4 separate regions of the Mus musculus genome follow, and regions 1, 2 and 4 are each linked to region 3. A link is a contact called in public HiChIP or PLAC-seq and promoter capture Hi-C data. All regions are on one chromosome and are shown on one strand. The core of a region is the stretch at or near the end of the contact, and the rest is flanking DNA. Distances in the headings are between cores, read along the strand shown.

Region 1 (5,830 bases), core at 2,724-5,223, 270 kb after region 3:
TTGTGAGCCACCATGTGGTTGCTGGGAATTGAACTCACGTCCACTGGGAGAACAGTCAGTGCTCTTAACCGTTGAGCTATCTCTCCAGCCCTTAAATTAACATTTTCAAATGTATTCCCTGCAAAGGCAAACAGTTTTTATTTGGGTCTTGGTTTCATTGCTAAAAGCACCAGAACAATGAGAAACACAGCTCTGCTTCAAATGGAACAAGAGGAGAATCTGTTCTTGAGCAAAATATAAGTGACTAGGACCTAGGACTATGGGTTCAGGTTAGCCCAAATACCACGTTAAAACACAGAAACTGTCTTGTGAAGTTTTTATAATTATAGAACAAGAACATCTCATGAATCAAGGTGTTTCAAATATTACTGGAAACCTCACACAGGTTACATACAGCAAAGTGGGAGCTCTTGGCTATAGACCTCAGATGTGATCTATTACAGTCTTTGCTTTGGGGTTGGCAAAAGCTAGTGGTCTGTTTAAGTTAATGTATCCCAAAAGGATTTCCATAATAGCCACACAATGCTGGGTCACACACAGAGCTGGGCAATGAATGGCTATCGAGGGAATTAAAGAAAGCCAAGATAATTTGCCTTTGGATGCAATATTCCACCTCTCTACACCGTGAAGTTCTATTAGTCAATTGACCTTGTAGAATCTTTTAACAAATATTATACAACCATGTGGACTATACAAAGGAAATGTGTCGATGAAATGTGGAAGAACCAAGGTATCAAGCAAGCTCTTGCTCTCTACTATGCAAACAGGTACTGTTCTGAACCTTCATCTCATATGTGGTTTATAGATTGATGGATAGATGAATGGATGGACAGGCAGACATACAGAAGACAGGTGGATAGGACAGTAGATAGGAGAGAGAGAGAGAAGATTGATGATAGATTATTTTTCATGTTTATGCTTTTTGAGATGGTGTCTCACTAGTTGGCCAAGGCTGGGAACTCCTGATTCTTTGCCTCCACCCGAGACTGCTAGGATGCTGATAAGCCTCCCCAAGTCTAGCTCATATAGACTCTTTTAAAGAGACCTATGTGGTGACTTGGGAAACACAATTTTAGAACAGCTTGTCATTAAATGCTTCTTCCCTTTAGAAAAGAACTTACCATGGTTTTGTTTTTAGGTAACCAACATTACCAGTGTGCTTTTAGGGTTCAATTACTAACTGTTCTGGAAGTCTGATACTTTGGTAAAGAGAGGTGACCCTGGAATCCTCTAGATCACTGTTTTTGCATCTTTTATTGAATGGGTGCCTGGGCATTGAGACTCACACAGCCCATGGCTCTTCAGAACTTGAGCCTGAATTAGAAGTTTGTGCTCAGGGCAAGGGCTAGCATGGTTTCAGCTGGAAAGTCCTGGCTGGCTTTTCTATATATACCAACATATTTATGTCAGCCCTCTAGGGACAATGTCACACAATCATGGAGTCTGATGTCTGTGGAATGCAGCACATGGGTGCACATGAAAGGGTTGTAGTCTGTGAAGAAAGGGAGCCTGGGACAAGCGTTGCCTCCTTCCCAGAGCTATAGGTTTGATAAAGGAGTTTCAGAGCAGAAACATCAAGACCACCAGGGATGGGGAGGGGACTTGGGGGCCAGATGTCATTGGTCACATGTAGGGAGTTGTTTGCAGCTGGATTCTGCTTGAAAGTGATTGCTGGTAGTCTCATGAGACGGCCTGTGACAAGTTGTATAATAAAAATGTTAAAAATAGAGTATTTATTCCTTGGAAAAGCTGTTCCCACAATGCAGTGAGCTGGGAAAATTGCTGAAGTTTTTGAACACCAAGTGCTGATCTTGTGTCCTTAGAACCCACATTACCCAGAGGCCTTTTCACCTTAGGTTTTGTTTTCCTAAACTACCCAAGCTCCAGCCAGCCCTTAAAAATGACAGGACAAAGCAATGCACACCCCCCACCCCAACCCCCAAATAAGCTTGCAATTCTGAGGAAAAGTTCAAAGTCCAAATAAAGTGTTATTATTATAAGAAATTAATTAGAACAAGCCAGTGACTTTTTTCACAAAATTTTGTCCTATTGAAACTATATCCAGTATAATAAATATAACATGTATTATTGATAAAATACAAACCATGTATGTAATTAGACTTTTATTAATAGCCAGATTAAAAAGTAATCAAGTACAATCAATTATATTTAATAATTTTACTTGACAACTATAAAAAAAACCCTTAGTTTAACATGGAATGAATGTAAAAATTGAAGTGTTTTATGCTCTTTTACTGGTGTCAAGTGTTCAAATTTTACTTGTTAGCTGAGTATGGAGCACATGCTATTGAGAGGCGGAGGCAGGAGGATACTTTGAGCCCAGGGGACTGAGACACACCTGAGCAACAAATTGAAACTGTTTTTTAAAAATGCAACTGTATTTTATATTCTTAAAGCCAATCTCTACTAACCCAGCCCAGTTGCCTCACATGGCTATTAGACATCATGACTATACCATAGTAGCATTTGAACTGAGAAATTGTTTTCTACCCAAAATTCAGAAAAAAAAATGTTTTCTACCTAAAAATATGTAAATATCTGGGGCTTGAGTGGTGGCTCAGTGATTTATAGTGCTTGCTGCATGAACATGAGGCCCTGAATTTGAACCCCATAACCCCTTCACCATTGCCCTGAAGACAGAAGATCACTGGAGTTTGCTGCCTGTCACCAAAGATGCAAATGCTTAGTCCAGGTTCACAGAGAGACTCTGCCTCAAAAACAGGAAGGCAGGGGGTGACCCAGCACACTTGACACCCTCTCTGGCATCCACACATGTGCATAGGCATGCCCACCTGTACAGATATGCACTGTTGTGCCAGGAAACACTTGTGAACCCCAAAAGACCACCAAGGAGCTGATCCCATGCAATAACATCAGGGTCTCTTTATTCAGGCTCGAGCTTGGGATCTCTGTCAACCCTGACATAGCAGAAGGTATAGCCCTGAGCCTAGAGTTAGGCAAGCTTTTATAGAGGCAAGAAGGGGATATCTAGCCTGGTACCCATTTGATTGGGGGCTGGTGCTGGGAGCCAAACCATAAACTTCACTTCTGTTTTCCTCCTGATTGGTGGTTGTCAGGAAGTGAAGTGTCAAGGGCAGGCTTGGAACCTGGGCGTGCAGATTTGTTGGGAAATAGTCTGGAAACTGGTGCTAGATACAGGTTTGTTTGTTTGTTTGTTTGTTTGTTTGTTTGTTTGTTTTTTCGGCTGGGGGTGGGTGGAGCCTGGAAACTGGTGCTGTTAGATACAGGTCTTGGGGTGCTAGGTACCGACCTGTTAGTTAACTTGAGTTAAACTTTAGGTCAGACTCTTTAAGATGGGGTCTGAACCCAAAAGATATAGTCTCTCAGTACAGCTGTGAGAGACAAAGAGAAAGGATTTTTAAATTAAAAAATAAATGAGGACCATGCTCCGTGCTGCTGAGCACCATGTGTGGGCTAGTGGTCCTGAGTGTTTTTTCTGCTGGGGCGCCACCAGAGCCCTGTGTGTTATTTTTATAATTTTTTTTTCACAAAATATTTTATTGATTCTTTGGGTATTTTGCCTTGTACAGCCCTTCACACTCGCCTTGTCTGCACACTTCCATGTCTGCACCGCACCTTTGTGACCTACCCCCAACAACAACAACAACAACAGCTCATTTTGTGTTGTCCATACACTAACCGGAGCATGGTCGAACTCCCAGTGGCCCAACCCCCAAGAGAAAATTCAGTCCTTCTCCACGTGCACCTCAACCAGAAGCTATCAGCCGTGAAGAGCTACACATCAGCATTCTTATCCCTGTTTTTAAGAGTTCTCTTTGATGGCTTCCTTTTTAGGCTGTTACTTTGTGGGGATCTGGGATGGGGTTGAGGATGACTCAGAAGCCTTCTGTGTCCCTCTTCCTCAGCTGTGCAACTGCAGTCATCCAAATCACGGCCAAAGTGGCTTCCTTGCTCTTTACAGTCAGCAGGAGCTCAGATCATGGCCTTCCTCATTGTTGCTGGTGACATCACGGACCACAAACACGGCAGCTGAGTCTGTGTGTGTGTGTAATTTTTAAAGATAATTTATTTATCATTCTGAAATTGTTTCAAGTGAAAATAGTTCAAGTTATAAATATTTTAAAAAGAGAGAAAAAGATATGAAGACACAAGTATTGAGATGATATATTAAATACTGAAGATAATCAAAGAAGCTAAATTATTGAATAATTTAAGAACTTTCCTTTAAAAGCAGATTTGAAAGCAATACTGAAAAGTCATCTATCCTGAATGTATTGGCCTGGACTAGCCAACCAAGAAAATTGTAGAAAAGTATCAACAAAGAAGAAGAAAAAGAAGGAGAAAGAGGAAAAGGGGAAAGAGGCTGGCTTAGTTAGGATTTTACTACTGTGAACAGACACCATAACAAAGGCAAATCTTATAAAACAAACAAACAAACAAACAAACAACATATACTTGGAGCTGGCATACAGGGTCAGAGGTTCAATCCATTATCATCAAGGTGGGAACATGGTGGCATCCAGGCAGGCATGGTGCAGGAGGAACTGAGAGTTCTACATCTTCATCTGAAGGCTGCTAGCAGAATACTGGCTTACAGGCAGCTAGGATGAAGGTCTTAAAGCCCACACCCACAGTGACACTCCTACTCCAACAAAGCCACACCACCACATAGTGCCACTCCCTGGACCAAGCATATTCAAACCATGACATTCCACTCCCTGACCCCCATAGTATTATTCAAACACATAAATCTATGGGGGCCACATCTAGCCATAGCATAATAAAAGTGTACATTTAATTTACATTCCAAAGTCCCCATAGTCTATAGTAGTAGCAACAATGTTAAAATTCCAAGTTTAAAGTATCTTCTGAGATCCATCCAATCAATTAACTGTGATCCATCCCCAAAGCAAGACAGGAAACAAGCTAGATAAACTCCAAACTCTGCACCACTATGTCTGATATCAAAGCAGTTTTCAGATCTCCAATTCCTTCTTCATTTTTGTTGACTACAACAAATTTCTTTTCCTGGATTGGTTCCACTCCATGTTAGCAGCATTCCTCAGGAGATATCCTATGACTCTAGCATATGGAAAATCTTGGGGTCTCCAAGGCAGCTTCAATGTTACAGCTTCTTGTTTCAATGTTTGGAATCCACGCATGATCTTCTGGGCTTCTCCAAAAGGATGACATCAATTCTCCAGCTCTGCCCTCTGTGGCACTTTAAGCTCAGACTCATCCACTCTTCTGCCAGTGCTGTTCTTAGTGATCATCCCATGGTACTGGCATCTCCTAGTTGCAGTCTTCCACTGCAACTAGGCTTCACCAATAGCCTCTCACAGGCTCTCTTCATGGTGCCAAGCCTCAAGTCCTTTGCATGACCCCTTCAGTTCTGGGCCATCAACTACAACTGAGGCTGCACCTTCACCAATGGCCTTTCATGGCCTCTCACAGTGTCAATCCTCAGCGGCTCTTCATGACCCCTTCATGCCTTCAAAACCAGTACCACCTAGGTGACTCTTTCAAATAACCAAGTACAGTTGCAGCACAAGGTACAATCTTGGCTATCTCCGGAACAGCTTCTTTGTGCTCTCAGAAAACACTTCCCAGAAGATTTCACCTCAGTGATGCTGGTCTCTTAATCACAGCTAATTTCTTAGCCCCAACTAGGCAGCATCAATTGTCCCAGTAGTCGCTTTTATTTTTCACTCTAAAACCATAGCCACATGGCTGAAGCTGCGGTGTTCTGCTTCTTGCTGGGGCTGGAACATGGCCCTCCTTATTCTATTACCAGCTTTATGTTTTCCAACTCCTTTTCTGCCTAAGC
Region 2 (5,900 bases), core at 617-3,116, 430 kb after region 3:
CTGGTGGGTGCCTGGCACTGAGCTGGGGTGAGGGATGACTGTACATGGGCTCTGTAAACTGACTTAAAACCTTTTAAACAAACGTCTATCAAGGTTGGATTAGCACATTAGAATATTTCCAAACATTGAACTAACCTATAAAGTTGTCTTCCCATGGAGCTTTAGAGACAAATGTTTTGAAACCCAGCGTGGTAGAACATGCCTTTAATCCCAGCACATGGAGAGACAGGCCTTCTGAGTTTGAGGCTAGCCTGGTCTCCATAGTGATAGTTGTAGGACAGCCAGAGCTATACAGTGACACCCTGTCTCAAAACAAAAACAGAGCCAAAAACAAACAAACAAAAGAAAAACAAGAAAAAATGTTTTGAAATGAAAATATAAGAACATTATTTTTCCCTCACTTTTCTTCCCTCCGGCCCTTCCCATGCACCCCTCCCCACCTTGCTTTCTCTCCAATTTATGACTTCTGCTTCTGTTTTTTTAACTTTTACACACACACACACACACACACACACACACACACACACACATACACACACACACTCCTAAACATATAAATACAACCTACTCAGTCCGTATGGTGTTGTGTACACATGTTTTCAGGGATGATCACTTGGTTTTGGATAGCCAGCTATGTGGCTCCTATCTAGGGAAGACTATTTTTTTCCTGATCTCTGCATCCCTTAGTTACCTAGAGTTCTTGTGTAATGTTGAGGGCTCATGAGCTTTCCCCCTATTCTGTTAGGCTGTCTATTGTTGTAGTCCTGGTTCAGGTCTTATTCAGAAAGCCATGTTGATGAGATGTGATAATGTGTGTAGCTATCTCTGACATTTCTAGGAGAAACATCTCACAGCAAGCTTCTTGTTTCTTTGGATCTTACAATCTTTTCACTCTCTTTTCCACAATGATACCTGAACCTTAGGAACAGGAATTGTGTTGTAAATGTATGTATCATTGGGCCTGGGTACCACACAGACTCTTGTTCTCTGCATTTCCATCCATTGGTTCTTGATTGCTGTAATGGCCTCTGTCTGTTGCAAGGAGATGTTTCTTTGATGAGGGGTGAGACCTATACTTATGTATAAGTGTAAGGGTAAATATTTAGAATGTTGTTAGAAATTATACTGGTTCAGTAAAGTTGTGGTTGTAGTTTTTCCTCGTGTGACTTCACTAACCTGGGCTGGTTGGTTAGGCATGATTTACCTCTTGTTGAGTGATCCTTAAGTATAATTAGAAAGCTGTTGGTTACCAACAAAGTGTGCGTGACAGTCTTGCACCCTAATGGGTGTATTGGCATGTTGGTCAGTTGTTGTTAGTTCACAGGCATCACCTCTGGGTAGGAGTGTCGGTTGCTTCCCTCCCTTGGAAGCATGCATGGTGACTTTTGGTACCATAAAGCTAGTCTTCAGGGAGAAGGCTTTGATGCCAGAACCACCTGTGTTGGGAATATTTAGTATCTTCATCAATCGGGACTTATCTTTAACCTGTGGGAAACAACCTAGGCAACAGCAATAGCCTATAATGTTTCAGCAGTTTCTTGGATGACCCTGACAAACAACTCACAAGGGAGCCTCTCATACCAGGTATTGGAGTTTCTGATAGTCTATGATGTTGGGAGGGGATATTGCCAATCTTCCATGGACATCTCAATGAATTTCTACTGAAAACTAACAACAATATAGTTAAAGTGTGGTGTTTATAGTAGGGACTCACATGTCCACAAAAACATGAGGCTATGTTGTGGTCTGAATGTTGGCAGTTCCTCTCCTCCAAAATGATGTGCGGAAGCTACTCAGTAATATGCTACTTGGCGGAAGTGTCTTTGAGTGGTGAATAGGTTATAAGGAAGGGTGGGGCTGTCACAAGTTGGTTTAATGCCATCTGAAAAGGAGCTTTCTCCAAATGAGGATGTGGTAAGAAGGCCTGTAACCTGTGCACCAGGAAGCAGTCTTCACTAGAACATACATCTTTCAGCATCTTGACTGTGGTCTTTCCAGCCCCCTGAATGGAGAGAATGACTGTTTCTTTTCTAGAAGTCACCCATCCTGTTGTATTTTTCTATGTATATGATAACTTGAATGGCAGAAGATAGGATAGAGTTACTAACTTCTGCTTTTCCTAAAATACAGAAACTTTTGGCCCTCATATAAGGCCAAAACCAACAAAGACACACACACTTTTTTTTTTTTTTGCTCCTTTTTAAAAAAAAATTATTTACTTTTCAAGTGTTATCCCCTTACCCAGTTCCCCCCTCCCACCCCCTTCCTGGAAATCCCCTCTCCCTTCCCCCTTCCCCCTGATTCTATGAGGGTGTTCCTTCACCCACTCCCACCTCCCCACCCTCAATTTCCCCTACACTGGGACATCTCCTATGATCTCATAGGACCAAGGACCTCTCCTACCACTACAAGGCCATTCTCTGCTACATATGCAACTGGAGCCTTGGGTCCCTCCATGTGTATTCCTTGGTTGGTGGCTTAGTCCCTGGGAGCTCTGTGTATAGAGGGGTCTGGTTGGTTGATATTGGTGTTCTTCCTATGGGGTTGCAAACCCTTCAGCTCCTTCAGTCCTTTCTCTAACTATTGTGGACTCTACATTCAGTGCAATGGTTGGCTGCGAGCATCTGCCTCTGTATTTGTCAGGCTCTGGCAGGGCCTCTCAGGAGACAGCCATATCAGGCTCCTGTCAGCATGCACTTCTTGACATCCGAAATAGTGTCTGGGTTCGGTGTCTGTATATGGGATGGATCCCCAGGTAGAACAGTCCCTGGGTGGCCTTTCCTTCAGTCTCTGCTCAACACTTTATCTCCATATTTGTTCCTGTATTTTGTCCTCCTTCTAAGAAGGACTGAAACACCCACACTTTGGTCTTCCTTCTTGAGCTTCCTGTGGTCTGTGATTTGTATCTTGGGTATTCAGAACTTTTGGGCTAATATCCACTTATCAGTGGACACACACGCTTTTAAAATAAGTTTATTTAGGGTTTAGTAAAAAAAAATTCATGCCTTAAATTTACACATTTATGTGTGTACATTAGTTGGACTAAACACAGGAATTTCCCCACTCTAGTTTGAAAAAAGGTAAGTGCGTGTGGTTGTAACTCATTTGATGTCAAATGTCCCATTTTCATAATTTGATTTAATATTAATGAACAAAAGCTCATTCAGCTTTAACTAATTTGTCCAATAGGCTAATTTTAGTTGCCTAAATAAAAGTCCAAGTTATCTTCTTGAGGAGAGACAACTCTAATATATATAAGCAGGATTTTATAAAGCCACAGGACTTTATTTATTTATTTAAAAAAGAATACAATAGAATATATTTAAGAAATAGCTTGAATTAATGAATAAGAAATCAAAGGATTTCTTGATCTACTAAGCCAACACTATACTCCTCAGGAGAAAGTATTCTACAAAAACAAAACAAAACAAAACAACACTTTAGAAGAAGAGGTTTTTTTTTTTGTTTTTTTTTTTGTTTTTTTTTTTTTTTTGGTTTTTTTGAGACAGGGTTTCTCTGTATAGCCCTGGCTGTCCTGGAACTCACTTTGTAGACCAGGCTGGCCTCAAACTCAGAAATCTGCCTGCCTCTGCCTCCCAAGTGCTGGGATTAAAGGCGTGCACCACCACGCCCGGCAGAAGAGTTATTTTTAATAACAGAGTTGGATGTTAAAGTCACATTAAACAAATTGTATAGAAAGATTATTTAGTCAATTTTCCACGACAAAGGGTCCACATAAGGTTACCTTTACCCATTGTTAGTAATTAAAGATAACAAAGTAGAAATTCATAACGATATACTGAATATTCCGACATGTACAACATATGCAATAGCTTGATGTTCTTCTATAGGCTTTGCAAGTTTCTGTTATTCCCACTAAACCTACTGAATTGACTGTATTGCTTTTCCCTGTCACAAAATCCCCAAACCTTAACCAGCAAGATACATTAATCTTACTTTTAAATTGGATACCTTATTTGTTTACATTTCAAAATGTAAACAGTCCTTCCTCCCCAGTCCTCTGAAAACCCCTATCCCATTCCCCATCCCCCTGATTCTATTAGGGTGTTCCCTCAACTGCTCACACACTCCGGGGCTCCCTGCCCTAGCATTCCTCTACACTGGGGCATCAAACCTTCACAGGACCAAGGACCTCACCTCCCATTGATGCCAGATAAGGCCCCTTCAGCTCCTTCAGTCCTTCCTCTAATTCCTCCACTGGGGTCCTGTGCTCAGTCTGATGATTGGCTGAGAGCCTCCACCTCTGTATTGGCCAGGGTATGGCAGAACCTCTCAGGAGACAGCTGTATCAGGCAAGGCCATAGGACTTTAAACAAAATGACCTAATGTGGGTTGATGTGGTTTGAAGTAGAATCAGTCCTGCAGGTCTTACTCTTCATAGTCACCTAAAGGAAACAAGAAAGACTGTTTAAAGATTGATCTATACCAGGAAGAAAAGGCAGAAATAAAGTAAATGTTGAAGCAATTGTGCATTGAGCAGCTTGGGGTTGACAAATGTGACTCTAATGGCTATTTCTTCCAGTATGTTACAAATGTGTTTTCTTACGAGATTTATGCTAACTGTTGGTAGAAGCTGAAAGCTAAAGTCTGTCTCTGTATATTATCAATTAAACTAAGGATAAAGATGAGTAACCTTATCAGACTTTGTATCAGAGTTTTCTGAATAGATTAGTGTCTCTACTGGGGCCATGCAACAAAAAGAATCATGCAAGGCAATGTGTTCATGGCTTCTCTCATTAAATGCAGGAGAGCTGTGTATTAGTACTGCCTTGCAGCCATTCTCCAAAAGGAACAACTGTAGCCTACTTGTAGGAATTCTAAATTCCAAGTCATGATGACAGCCACTGAAAACCAAGAATTTAATAATACAACTTGAACCAGGAGGCAGTTGACAAGTGGGTTATTACAAATAATAATATTTGGAACTATTGAATATTCATGTCAGTAAGAACACAGTGTATATTTATGAGGAATTTGAATGTGAAGCCTATGAGATCAACTGCCTGAAAACCAGAAGTTTTCAACTAGAGCCATTTGAGAAGTAAAGTTCTGGACATTGACTTGATGGGAGAGACTGGGTTCTTTGAGACATCTAATAAGTGGAAGATTGAGGGATTGTCTTGCAATCTAACACAAATGTACTGGCTGTTTTTGTGTCAACGTAACACAGGCTGGAGTTATCACAGAGAAAGGAGCTTCAGTTGAGGAAATGATTCCATAAGATCCAGCTATAAGGCATTTTCTCAATTAGTGATCAAGGTGGGAGGGCCCCTTGTGGGTGGTGCCATATCTGGGCTGGTAGTCTTGGGTTCTATAAGAAAGCAAGCTGAGCAAGCCATGGGAAGCAAGCTAGTTAGTAACATCCCTCCATGGCTTCTGCATCAGCTCCTGATTCCTGACCTGCTTGAGTTCCAGTCCTGACTTCCTTTGGTGATTAACAGCAATGTGAAAGTATAAGCTGAATAAACCCTTCCACCCCACCCCACCCCACCCCACCCCACCCCAAGTTGCTTCTTGGTCACGATGTTTGTGCAGGAATAGAAACCCTGACAACAAACATGCTCTAAATTTTATACATGTGGTACCTTTAGTAGGTTGCATCTTTCCACTCTTACTGTCATAGAAAAAAAATGCTTTCCTGCTAGAGGATGCCAGAGCTCAATGAGCAGCCCAGGGGCTGGTTGTTACACAGACAGTACCACATGCTGCCTTCTTCTCTGACATTTTGGTCTCTAGGATGGTGAATCACAATTTTAGATGCATATAGGAATTGCCTGGAGAGTTTGAAAATAATGTTCTCTAGGTCTCACAGCTGATAGTCTGATTTACTGGCTAAAGGGTGGCTTGGACATCACAGCTTTCACATGCTATGGGTGGAC
Region 3 (5,769 bases), core at 131-2,630:
CATGCACATGCAGGCATCACTACGTGAATCAACCAACCAAACAAATAAACAAACAAGCAAACCAGCACATAAAGTTGAGAGGGAATAAATACCCTAGGGAGAAAAGGAGAAGATCTGGAGGGTAGCGAATGAGAGTGGATTTGATAAGTTCCTTTTAAAATTACTTTTCTAAAACTTTAAGAAATTAAAGCGAGGTTTTTTGTTGGGTTTTTTTTTGGGGGTGGGGGGGGTGGTGGTTTGTTCTGGTGTTGTCGCTGTTGTTTGGTGTTCAGACCTCCAGCGGGTGTCTTTGTTTTCACTCTCTAGGGGCTCATTGTCCTGTCTCAGGACAAGTACTTTCCATCTAAAACCTGGATGCCTGCCGGCTCCCTCCTGGTATTCCTGCATTCAGGCCCATTTCCCGGGTGCTAGCAGTGCTGTTGACTCTTTGACCTCTTTGCAAAGGGACGACCTACTTTAAGCATCACTCACACTTCTCAAAGCCACAATCACCGGCTACCCTAGCGGGATGGTGTTTCCCTGAAACCCAGATGTGCCAATCTCGGGTCAGATATCACAGCCCTCCGTTGGCTAAAGAAAATTAGGGCTGTCTTCCAGCCCTTAGCTGACACACCTCCGCAGCAGCACAGCCCCCAACCCACCCCTCCGCTTCACGGAGATGCCTCGACTTCTCCCTCCTTCAGTAAAGATCCGGAGCCAGATCTCCATTTAAGTCTTTGGAAGACTTTTTTTCTGAGTGATCTGAGTGTAATGAGTAGGACCCTTCTTTTTATAGGCATCCCTTCCTCCCCAGTCGTGTTAATACCAATTGTAGAAAGACGCCCCAAGAATCCTGCCTAGATGTTTCCTATTGTGGAGAGGCCACACGCAGATGCGGGCTGCCTGGCTTACCTGGCTCTCTCTCTCTCCGTCCAGGTAGTGGCACTGCACAAGTCCAAAGTCAGAATCGGCCTTCAGGGTCCACAGCCGCTGACGCCATTCCTCTAGGGGATTTGCATTTCTCCACCCACTTGAGGCTTTCCTGTGCGTCAGTGTTTGAGTCCCTGGGACTTTAGGCAGTTCCTATCCACTCTATTCTAGAAACGCTTTACAAAGTCAGGCTGAAGCCCCCTTGGCAGAGCACCGCCCCATCCCTAGTAGCCACTCTTACAAATGCAAATTGTCCCAAGGTGTGTAGAGTAAGAGGTACACACTGAAGGACTGGGATTCCTGTTTTCCTAGACATAACTCCATCCTTTCTAGGGAGCCAGCATCAACACACCAACCAACAGCAGGGTCTGCTGTCTTGTGAGAAGACAGGCTTACACAGGTTTGTGGCAACTCGTGTAAAAGTTCTCGGTGTATGCCCTCTCTGGCCAGCTTCCACCTTGTCTTGGTACCTGTAGTCTGTGTGCTCCCCTCTTTATGACATGGGTCTGTTCTAGAATCACAGAGCTGGGTGGAACCTCGGTTCCTTTCCGTTCTAAATTTCACTTTCTGAAGACATTGAGGACCAGGCAGGTGAACAAAGTTACTCAGAGACATAGCCACTGGACTAAGATAGACAGTCATCTCTCAGGGATCACTGACTTCCAGCGGATTCCTTTAGATATTAATGCCTTGAACAGGAAAAAAATTCTACCAGAGTTCAGCAAAATAAATCAGACTGGTGGAAAGCAATGGGCAGACTGGATACACATGTGTCTAGGGTAGTATACCTAGGCAAAAGCCTGTATCATATCAATGACCAGCCATCACACAGGTGTGCCACCTGGATTCTTCTCTCCCAAGTGACAACTAAGCCATTCACACCCTACCCAGGAAACTTTTCTCCCTCTCAGGAGCTGAGGCTGTGACTCAGACAAGTCTGGGCACTGTCATTTTTCACTCCTGATGTTCCCCCCACTGCATCTTCTCACCAGGTACCCCCCCCATGCCACCCCACACACAGTGAAATCCTAGACTTTGTGAAGATGTAACAATGCCCCCAAACCCACAGTAGGTTTTTGTTTGTTTGTTTACGCTGAATTTCTTTACTCTTCTTGACCAGCTGTCTGGGAGAAACAGAACACACTCCTTGCATTTTCTGATCCCCCTCATGTTCTTAATCTCTGTCTCTCCCCCCTCCCTTTCGATTTGTGTGTGGATATAGGCATATGTTCAGAGCATGTGTGAGTGCTGGCATGCCATAGATCCCAAGTAGAGATCAGAGAACAATATCCAGTGTTGCCCCTGCCTCCAACCCTGTTTGAGACATGGTCTCCTGTTGACACTGAGTTAGCCAGCCTGGACTGCCTGGAAGCTTCTGGGGGTTCCCGTGTCTCCCATCTTGCCATGGCACCATCACAGCTGGCTTTACATGAATCATGGAGATCCACATTCATGTCCTCTTACCCGAGTGTAAGTGCTTGACTCACTGCACCATCTCCCTAGTCCCAGACACATTTAAAGTGGAAAAAAAAAATGGGTGAAATCAGCACAAGTAACCTAATATCTACAAAATAATAATACTTCATTTAAATTATAATAAAACATTAAATTATAATAAAACATTTAAATTGCTACCTAAGATCCTTTGTATTCCTTCCTATTGAACACCTAGATTCTGCAGTGTAAGTGGATTTCTTTCCAGTGTCTAAAGCCCTGGTGGCTGCCATTCTGGACAGCTTAGGTGGAGACCACTACTCGCCACTTTTACTTCCTGCCTTAGAGTGTTAATCACATTGGCTTTTTGTGTCTTTATCGCTACATTTAACTGTTCAGGTACATGTACAAAAATGGGTATGCTCTCTTTCTCTTTGAGACACTTCTAGATCTCTGCTTTTTAAAACTTGTTGAGGACCCCCATATTTGTGTATTATAGTTTTGCAGCTATTCACTCTATGAAAATTCAGATCTGAGATAAGCTATTCATGCTTCCAATAATATGCCCATTATATGTTAGAATGAACATGCTTTGTAAACAACAAAAATGTCTTCCAGCAAAAAAGTAGAGTGAGAAAAGTGGCTTTAGGGTTTGTTTTGAGACAGAGTCTCAAGTAGCCCAGGCTAGCCTCAAACTCACTGTATAATATGACCTTGAACTCCTGATCCTTCTGCTGGGATTACAGGCCTACACTACCTCTCTAGACCTGAGTTACACTCTAAGTCTCTCTAATGTCTGTTTTGAGAACACAGCTGGATCCTCATAGCTGCTCCAGCATTTAATATGTTGTATAACATTATTTTGCTTGAGATATTTGAAGAAAATCCAGACTGACATCACTTAGAATAGAAATGGAAAACAGTCATCATGATAGTCTTTTGGCTGCCAAAGTTATTGTTTGAAACCACACACTCAGTAAGTGCTGGTTCCTTGGGAACCAACTGCATTGTAGAACCTGAGACCACATCAAACCCTTCATACACACACACACACACATGCACACACACACACACACACACACATATATATGTGTGTATATATATATATATATATATATATATATATATATATATATATATATATATGTATATATATAGTTTCAGCAAACCCATTAGTCTGACTGCCTCTTGCTTTGTATGGCTTTTCCCTGTTGGGTTAGGGACCAAACCAGGGGCCTTGGGCATGCTAGGCAGGAACTCTGCCACTGGGTTTACCCCAGCCCTTTGCATCTTGCATTTTGAGTGGAACTATTATCCACGTGTGGTTTTGTAGTCATTTGGAAATCGTTTGTGCACAGAATTATGCAGACACTCTGAATGCTGGTACAGTTCATCTACAATGGAAGAAATCAACATGTGGTAATGTCTCCATGGACCTCTCACATGCTGGGAAGCTGTGCAGCTCATGATGGCGAGTAAGAGTTTCCCTGTTTTGGGTTTTGCCAGCTTTCCTGCAGTGGCAGGCTCACTTTGGTCACTCAGACAACTGAACAAGTGCTATTCCTTGAGAGGCCCAGGTATGCCTTCAAATATAATGTCCTACTTTGCCATACATACTAAAAAGTTGTACCTTGAAGGTCTGAGACTTAGTAAAGCTTAATATCATTTGGCACTGCCTCCTTTGCTCGTAGTAAAGCATCAATAGTTTTGCTCAACATTTCTTTGATAGCAAGTGCAAATATCAGCCTACTGAAAAGCAAAACATTATTATAAAAATAGATTAACCTCTCATACCCCCTCAAGATATATTGGAGGTCATGTGGAGATCTGCAGATGACTGACAACACACACTATATGGAACATCCCCTATCTACTGCAGTCACTTAAGGGGGATTCCTGAGGGAGTCTCTGTTAAAGGAATACCTGCTTCTTGATTGACTGGTTGAAAGAGGTATCTGCCTTCATCCTCTGGTCTATTTTATGGAGGCATCTCAGAAGGTACACTAATGCCACTGTGCCTCTTTCTGAATCAAATCTAACTACGCGAGTCCCTTCGTTGCCCCGGCTCACTTTAGAGCTAAACGAAGCAAAATATCCAAGGAAAACGAGCAAACTAAGTTATAAAATGAATTTCCTATGAAGAATCTCAAACTGAAAAACCCCCACAGGCTCCCCATCTCTTCCCCAAACACGTTCCCCGTTGCTGGATTATAAAGCTTAGGCTGGGTGCTCTATTAGCATTTGATTCAGTCTCTGCTGTGCCAGGCTCTGGTAATGCAACCTACCTGAACTGTCTGAGTGCCAAATCCCCTTCTGCAGAAATGGGAATATAGATGCCACGTAAAGTGGCTGTGAAGTCAGAGATACGATGTAGGCAACCAGATAGGGGAGTAAATACTGGCTGTTGGTAACAGTAATTTGTCAAGTTCTAGGGAACTTTGGAGGTCAAAGGTTGGTTTTCGACCTTTCTCTTCTCCCTTATTTTATAGGTGGCCAAAGAGAGGTCCGTTGCATCAGGAAGCATCATAGATATTGCAAGCGAGAGGCAGAGTGGATTCCGCATCCATTCACCTGACTGCACTTTTCTATTCTACCAAGGATTGGGTGGGGGTGGGGGTGCCAGAAAGAGAAGCAAGTCAGCGCCATCTCCTGACATTTCTTGTAAAAAACAATTTAAGTAAGCATGTATTGGTTCTCATCTTTGGTAGAACCTTATCTCTCTTCTTCCTCTGTGGCATTTCTTGAGTTAGACTTGGATGATGGACAAACAGACATGCATATACATAAAACCATATCCATTCCTCGGGAGTGAGTGCCAGTACCAGGTAATGGTCCTGTAAACATTTCCGGGACAAGATAGTTTGATGCTGCTCTTCCCACGTCACTGTATTCAGTGACTAAAGCTTCGTGAGAAAGAGAGTCTTATAAAAAGGGTTTAACAGCCAAGATTTCTCAAAACTCAGTCCCCTATGACTGTGCTCCCTCTACCGACGTGTCCAAGCATTGCAATGTGCAAACGACCAGATTCTTTCAAATGACAATACCATTGGCTGGAACTCTATCAGACAGACATGGTGCTAAGAACTCCATCTGCGTTGTTTGCCTAATCCTCATAACACTACACTGTTGTGCCCAGTTCTCAACACTCACAATTAGTTGGAAATAGACTTTACCCATCTTAGTAAGAGTTTCTGCCGGGCAGTGGTGGCACTCGCCTTTAATTCCAGCACTTGGGAGGCAGAGGCTGGCAGATTTCTGAGTTCGAGGCCAGCCTGGTCTACAGAGTGAGTTCCAGGACAGCCAGGACTACACAGAGAAACCCTGTCTCAAAAAAACAAAAAACAAAACAAAACAAAACAAAACAAAAAAAGTTTCTATTATGGTGATAAAACACCCATGACCAAAAAGCAACTTGGGGAGGAAAGG
Region 4 (5,917 bases), core at 205-2,704, 490 kb before region 3:
GCGTGGCATAAAGCTACACGCACCCCTCCCCCTAGGCTTTTCAGAAGCAACAATGTTTGCAAACCATCAGAGTTCCCAGTGAAGAATTAGAAGAATTTTGCGGATTTCATTGCTCGACTACCCATTAACCTCTACCTTTCCACACCGGCCAAGAAATTGTCTCAGTAGCCCTGACTGTACTACAACCACCCAAATTAAATTCCTCTTCGCTGAGCAGGAGCATAAACACTGACAATTGGAGTGGCAGGGAGACACTTGTAGCTGTTATTTCTTCTGAAGAATTTGAGGAACTAAGAATAATTATTTAAAATACCAACTATTCTAGACAGGCTTGTCACTAACAGGGAAGATATTTCAGCTTAAATGTATACTTAACCATGTAACTATATGTTTATATATTTATGCATTTAAGTACATATCTATTCCATTGACATCACTCATTTGTAGAACATGTTTTTACAAAAAGAAAAAATGGTTTATTTAATAAGGTCTTTTTCTTTCAATATTATCATCCCACCCATTGTTGCAACATAAAGATGTGGTTTAAAGAATTTCTCTTCTCAAAGAATGCCTTGTATCCCCTTCAACCAAGTAGGCACACTCTGGGAGGCCAGCCAGGAAGTGGGAACGGCCTCCTATATAAAACTGGATTTTTATATGTACATTAAAACAGGATTCTACCTGTATTGCAGTAAGAGCACACCATTAAAACTTGAATTCTTTTCTTTGAAACCCCCTCCCCAAGGAAGGCAAAAATAGATTTAATTTTTTTCCCCTTAAAATTTTGGCAATAGCTTTAGCTTTTGAGGTGCTGTAACACTTTCTTTGGCTAGAAAAGTTTATGCAAACCAAGCTCAAAATGTCTACACCTTGCCTTAAGAACTCTATTTTGACACGCTCAAGACAGCACCAGGAGTGTGTCATTTGCCTACAGGAAGACAACAGAGAATGGCCTGTAAAGTAACACAAGGTTTCCAGACATGAAAAGGGTGTCATTAAGCCACCAGGCCAGAGTTTCCCTTTCCTCCCTCCTCAAACCAGGCCTGGGCGAGGGTGGGGACAGGGTGGAGTGGGCGAGGAGGGACAGGTCCGCACCGCACCTGCGGTTCTGTACCCCCCCCACCCCCTCCCTCCTGGGCGGGCCCGGTGCGGGGCTTGGCAGGCAGCGCTGTCCGCGGATCCACGGAAGCCTCCTCCTCCTCCGACCCGCGCGCGCGCCCCCACCCGCGCGCTCCCAGCTGCCGTGGGAATGGGCCACCCCCGGGACCGCGCCGAGCCTCAGCCCCGCCGGCCCCCACCCCCGCCCCGCGGCCGCCCACGCCGGGATCTGCGTCACTCGGCCGCGCGTGGGCGGGAGCCGGAGCGGCGAATGGAGCAAGAGCGGAATCTCCCGATGTGACAGCGCGCGGGGCGGGGCGGGGGCGGCGGAGGTGGCGGGGGAGGGAGAGGGAGAGGCCGAGGGAGGGGCGGCGGGAGAGGCCTAGGGAGGGCGCCCGGGGCCGCCGCCGCCCGCCTCCGCCCGAGCCTCCGCCCGCGCGACCGAGCGAGCGCCGTCGGGGCGGGCGGGGGACGGAGCGCGCGCCCACCGCGTCCCTGCCCCCCTCGATGGGCGCGGGGGCGTCCCGGCCGCCGCAGCCGCCGCAGGAGCCCGGCAGAGCCGTCGTCGCGGAGCGCGCCGCAGCTGCGGGCCGCGTAGGTACCGGGAGGGCCTCGAGATGGAGCGGGGGGCGCGGACGCGTGGCTCGGCGGGGCCGTCGCGTCCTGCCGGGCGGGGGGCGCGGGCTGTGCGGGGAGGACGCGCTCGCGGGCCCGCGTGGGGTGCCAGCTCCGGGGCGACCAGGGACTTCCGAAAAGTGCCGCTGAGTCTCCGCTTTCTTCCTGTTATCCGCCCCTTCCTACTGTAGTTGTGTTTTCAGAGCGGAAGGAGAGTTTTGCTTGGAAGTGGCTTTCAGAAACTTGGCACCCAGGTGCAGGGAAGCGGGAGTCGCCGAGCCTTTGAGGCTGAGTGGGGAATGTGCAGACACGTGTAGGACAGAGAAGCTTTGGACGCAGGTGTGTGACCTTACGGGGACAGACACCGAAGTACGGTCAACCCGGGAGATCTGCAAGGAATCTCCTGGGTAGAGCTGGAATTTGCGTCTGTAGGTTGAGCTGACCAAGTTTTGCAGCGGGCGACCAGCGGGAACCGTGCCCTGGCTCAGGGAGGCTTGGGAAATTTTGGATTGCCTGCTAATTTACAATTTGATCCGAAAGAGCTGGTTTGGAGTAAGTTGTCACTACCGATTGGTTTGCCAGTGACGTGCCTGCCAACTTTACGGAGTGCAAAGATCAGAATCTCTAAGGAGATTCTAAGATCTCGTATAAAAATATTTTGGCAGTTTTAATAGTTAATATTAGATTGCATAGGAGCAGAGGAACCGAATTTAAAATAAGATTAGTCACATCCGAAATGGTTCGCTGTTTTGTACACGCAGCGAATTACCCTTTTTAAATATTCACTTTTTGAAAAATCTTTCTTTGTACAATATATGTTATGACATTTATAATTCATCTGCCGGTTTTAAGAAGAGATACTGGAGAGAGGATGTATAGGGTCCATTGTATCGGATAGCCGACCAGGGTGGAGGCTATCTTCCTGAGATTCAAAGAGCTGCTTCACACCCAGCTTCTGTGCCAGCACAAGTGACTTGGATTGAAGGTTTCTTCCTCCAGCTTGCATCTTTTGAGACATTTAATTCTGTTCTTTCAGTAAGCTCAAGCAGATAAATAAGTATGCTGTTGAGAATTTGTAGATAGGCAGTGCAGTCAGCCTTCTTCATCTCTGTTTCCAGTTTAGATACTGGAACATTACATCTTGAAAGAAAATAATTTCAAGAAGTGCTAGGGAGATAATTTGTTTCTTTCTTTCTTTCTTTCTTTTCTTTTTCTTTTTTTTTTTTTTTTTTTTTTTTTTTTTTGACTTGACCATCTTATGCTTAGCCTGCCATTCCACTACTGAGCATGCTTTTTCTCTCCTGAGGCCCAGTCTCCTGTTGTGTGGGACTGTATTAGTGACAGCATGGGGCACTGGAAATTTTACTTCATTCTGTCCTTTAGTTGTGAATATATTTCAGATGACAAATTCTTAAGATTCATCTAGATGATACAGAAAATTTTAGTGAGCTATTATGCCTAATAAATTTCATCAAGTACGTAGATTATAATTGCATAATCATACCTAAACTAAAAGTTTTTCTTTTGTTGCTGATTAATAACAACCATGCCCTATAGAAAACCTAGCCTTGTCTCCTCTTCATTATTTAAACAATTTCATATCTCTTTTACTTCAACTTTAAGGACGTATGGTTTATTTAACTTTGTATTGTAGATGCTTTGAAAGAAAAATTATGAAGTGGGGCAGACCTTTGAAGAATTTGTGTCATGAACTCTAGATTTTAAGAGTAAAAAATGGGTGGATGGTAGCAAGTGTGTTAGAGTTCTGTGCCTGGTGACTTAGAATCCATGCTAGAGTTAGGCCTTGGCTATCTCATTATAATAAACCTGTTTTTGTTGCATTTTTAAAATAAGGAAATCTCTATTTTTGACATAATGTGAATGTGTTCTATATACCACAGGGCCATCATATATTAGTGTTGCTTTCATGAAAGTGACCATCGTATAAACAGTTTCAGATGGTGCTAATGTGTGACTCTTTCACATGTTCATATTTCACTGTGGATCTTATCAAACATATTAAAGAATAAAAAGCAGCCCCTTGAGTATACTGTAAGAGTGCCAGCTCCTTTGCCGGGGTCCCACTCTCCTCTCACCTGCTTCTTTTAATCCTTGAGTGGTGGAGAGAAAAATAGTGTGGCTATTATAGTAAGTGCAACTTTCCTTTCTGATCTGACATGTTCAATAACTCATGCAGTAGTAGAATATACTCTCATCTTAATAATGGAACACGAGGGAAATTTCAGAAGTTGATACTGGGAAAAAATGCATTACTCTTCATCTTGAGAATTCTCACAGCTAAAACATATCATTAAGCATTCAAATAATGTGTCATTTTTCAGCACATTATATTTAGGAGCTGTGTGTTAATTTACATGGTATGTCAATACTTTTTGCAGAAGAACTTCTGCAGACTGAGATTGATATATGCATACATGTTGCCTGCAGTCTACCTGGATGCTCTTACTGCCTGCCAAAAGCCTTTTCTATTGGCTGAACTATTCCCAGTTGTCATAGGAGTTGTTAGTGTTTGTCTGTTGGTATTAATATATAGTTGTTTAGTAGACAAGTAAGTCCAATTTACCTTTCCTTAATTTTAATAAACATGTTTTAAACCTACCTTGTATTTTTTTGGGCTGAATTTTAAAGGAGTCTCTTTAAAGGAAAACAAACAAACAAAAAACCTGTTCCCAGTGTTTTTCAGAATTGCAGGAAGAATCCATAGGAGAAAATATTTTAATTATCCCAAATTAACAGAAATTCATTAGAAACTAAGGGTGTAATTCATAGTTGTGTGGGCATTAAGACCTGAATTGTCTTGACTTAAGCCAGTGTGGGCTTGAGAGTGTAGCTCATGGTAGAGTGTGGGCATAGCATGCTTCTGGTTGGTTGGTCATCCCCCAGCACTGACAAAAGCCCAAATATCACGCCATGCTTCTGAGTGAGTGTGTCTAAGGATGTCTGTCTTTTTAGAAGTGGATGAGTATCCAGGGAATGCTGTAGTCTTACCTAACCCATGAAATGCAATGGAACCACATAGAAACATTTTCTAGCTTTGAGTTCTGGATTCTAGTACTGGAAGTGAGAAGTCTGCATGTCCTATAGGGTCCCCCTCTAGACTCGTCCTTTGCTGTGGTTACTGCTCCCTTCTTTCTCCCAAGCCTCTCTGCTTCCAAGCTACACTCTGAAACTTGCTGGTACTTGAGAGACTCTAAGGCCAATGTCCTCTTCATATTTAAACATTTACTTGCGGGGGCAGCAGACATCACTTAGCTGTTAAGAGAAAAACCCTCTGGTGGAATTAATTCCCCTTCATCTGTAAATGATGCATGAGCTCTTCAGTGAGTTTTACACAGTGCTTTTTCTAAGAGGTTGCTATTAACTCAAAAGCTCCCAGAGTGAAAGCTCAGGCCTCAGGGGAGATGCTGCTCTTGGTTTCTTGCTAGTCCCTGAAAAGTCTTCTGGACTGTTCTGTACCTTTTGAGAGTATATTAAATATATATTCAGAGGTGCTAACTGTGTATGTGGCAGTCATTCTTTCAGTATTGCAGGAAAATATTTAAGAATAGACACAAATCTATTTATAAGATGCTTGCTATTTATTTGAAAAACACTGCATTGGACTTTTAGGAACACAAGACAAAAATGACTCAGGATCTCTCATGGCCAAACTTTTCATTTTTTTTTTTTTTAAATGCTGACTTGGGGGGTTGGGTTCCTATACAATGAACATACAATTACAGTTCTGACCATGTATAACTCCTGCACTTGGCTTTCATTCTTTGCTCTCTTAGGTAGATTGCGCTGCTGTGAGAGCCTGCAGCATAGTCTCCCACGGAAGGATGAGAGAAAGAAAAGGATAGTAGGTCAAGTAGCAGGATGCAAGGGAATGTGCTACTGTCTGATTGGCAGTTTTGGGGATACCAAGTTACTGAGAGGGTACCCCTGAAATAGGAAAAGATTCTGACTCAAATATTGGGTTTCATTATATAGCCATCCTTGTAGAAATAGTATTCAACACAGAACACTTAGCTGAGACTGAAGGTGAATAAAAGATTAATGAGATCTAATTCCTATCCTTAGGGTGCCTATAACCAAACAAGCACCTTGTCTTCACAGCCAGGTTAAGCCTTTTGTTCTGTAGCTCCTTTTGTGAAGCACTCGGCATCCTATTTATCACAGTACTTAAACATGTGCTTCTGCT

What was found. Promoter capture Hi-C pulls out the DNA fragments that hold promoters and counts their contacts. HiChIP or PLAC-seq counts read pairs in DNA pulled down with a chosen protein or histone mark.
Region 1: a contact with region 3 is called in an H3K4me3 HiChIP or PLAC-seq map of bone marrow-derived macrophages, with 6 times the contacts expected there. The contact joins the enhancer-like site here to the promoter of Stat4 in region 3. A contact is called at or near these places in 1 of 15 datasets of contacts at CTCF or cohesin (the NIH/3T3 cell line), 5 of 484 Hi-C or Micro-C datasets (embryonic stem cells and nephron progenitors), 6 of 115 datasets of contacts at active chromatin or transcription factors (bone marrow-derived macrophages, embryonic limb bud, embryonic stem cells and 1 more) and 1 of 9 other capture datasets (embryonic stem cells).
Region 2: an H3K27ac HiChIP or PLAC-seq map of regulatory T cell precursor shows a contact between it and region 3, with 4 times the contacts expected there. The contact joins the enhancer-like site here to the promoter of Stat4 in region 3. A contact is called at or near these places in 4 of 484 Hi-C or Micro-C datasets (CD4 T cells, CD8 T cells and natural killer cells) and 6 of 115 datasets of contacts at active chromatin or transcription factors (the 230-238 cell line, effector CD8 T cells, memory CD8 T cells and 2 more).
Region 4: a contact with region 3 is called in a promoter capture Hi-C map of pre-B cells, with 2.4 times the contacts expected there. The contact joins the promoter of Nab1 here to the promoter of Stat4 in region 3. A contact is called at or near these places in 1 of 39 promoter capture datasets (pre-B cells), 2 of 484 Hi-C or Micro-C datasets (CD4 T cells and regulatory T cells) and 1 of 115 datasets of contacts at active chromatin or transcription factors (memory CD8 T cells).

What each region holds. Positions count from the first base shown.
Region 1 is chr1:51,732,879-51,738,708 of GRCm38.p6, reverse strand. No RefSeq gene overlaps it. Among named protein-coding and RNA genes, the nearest start is that of Gm31636, 110 kb to the right of the region's middle. Within about 2 kb of position 3,973, at least 3 of the 459 cell types and tissues checked have an H3K27ac peak or open chromatin away from gene starts, as enhancers often do. A contact at or near this core is called in bone marrow-derived macrophages, where this site is marked.
Region 2 is chr1:51,573,872-51,579,771 of GRCm38.p6, reverse strand. The region is part of intron 3 of Gm17767 (predicted gene, 17767); the gene reads left to right. Among named protein-coding and RNA genes, the nearest start is that of Gm17767, 20 kb to the left of the region's middle. Within about 2 kb of position 1,866, at least 69 of the 459 cell types and tissues checked have an H3K27ac peak or open chromatin away from gene starts, as enhancers often do. A contact at or near this core is called in CD8 T cells, effector CD8 T cells, memory CD8 T cells and 1 more, where this site is marked.
Region 3 is chr1:52,003,851-52,009,619 of GRCm38.p6, reverse strand. It overlaps Stat4 (signal transducer and activator of transcription 4), which reads right to left and starts at 1,380. Exons shown (of 24, transcript NM_011487.5): 1 at 892-1,380.
Region 4 is chr1:52,495,985-52,501,901 of GRCm38.p6, reverse strand. Nab1 (Ngfi-A binding protein 1) reads left to right here and starts at 1,454. Exons shown (of 8, transcript NM_008667.3): 1 at 1,454-1,692.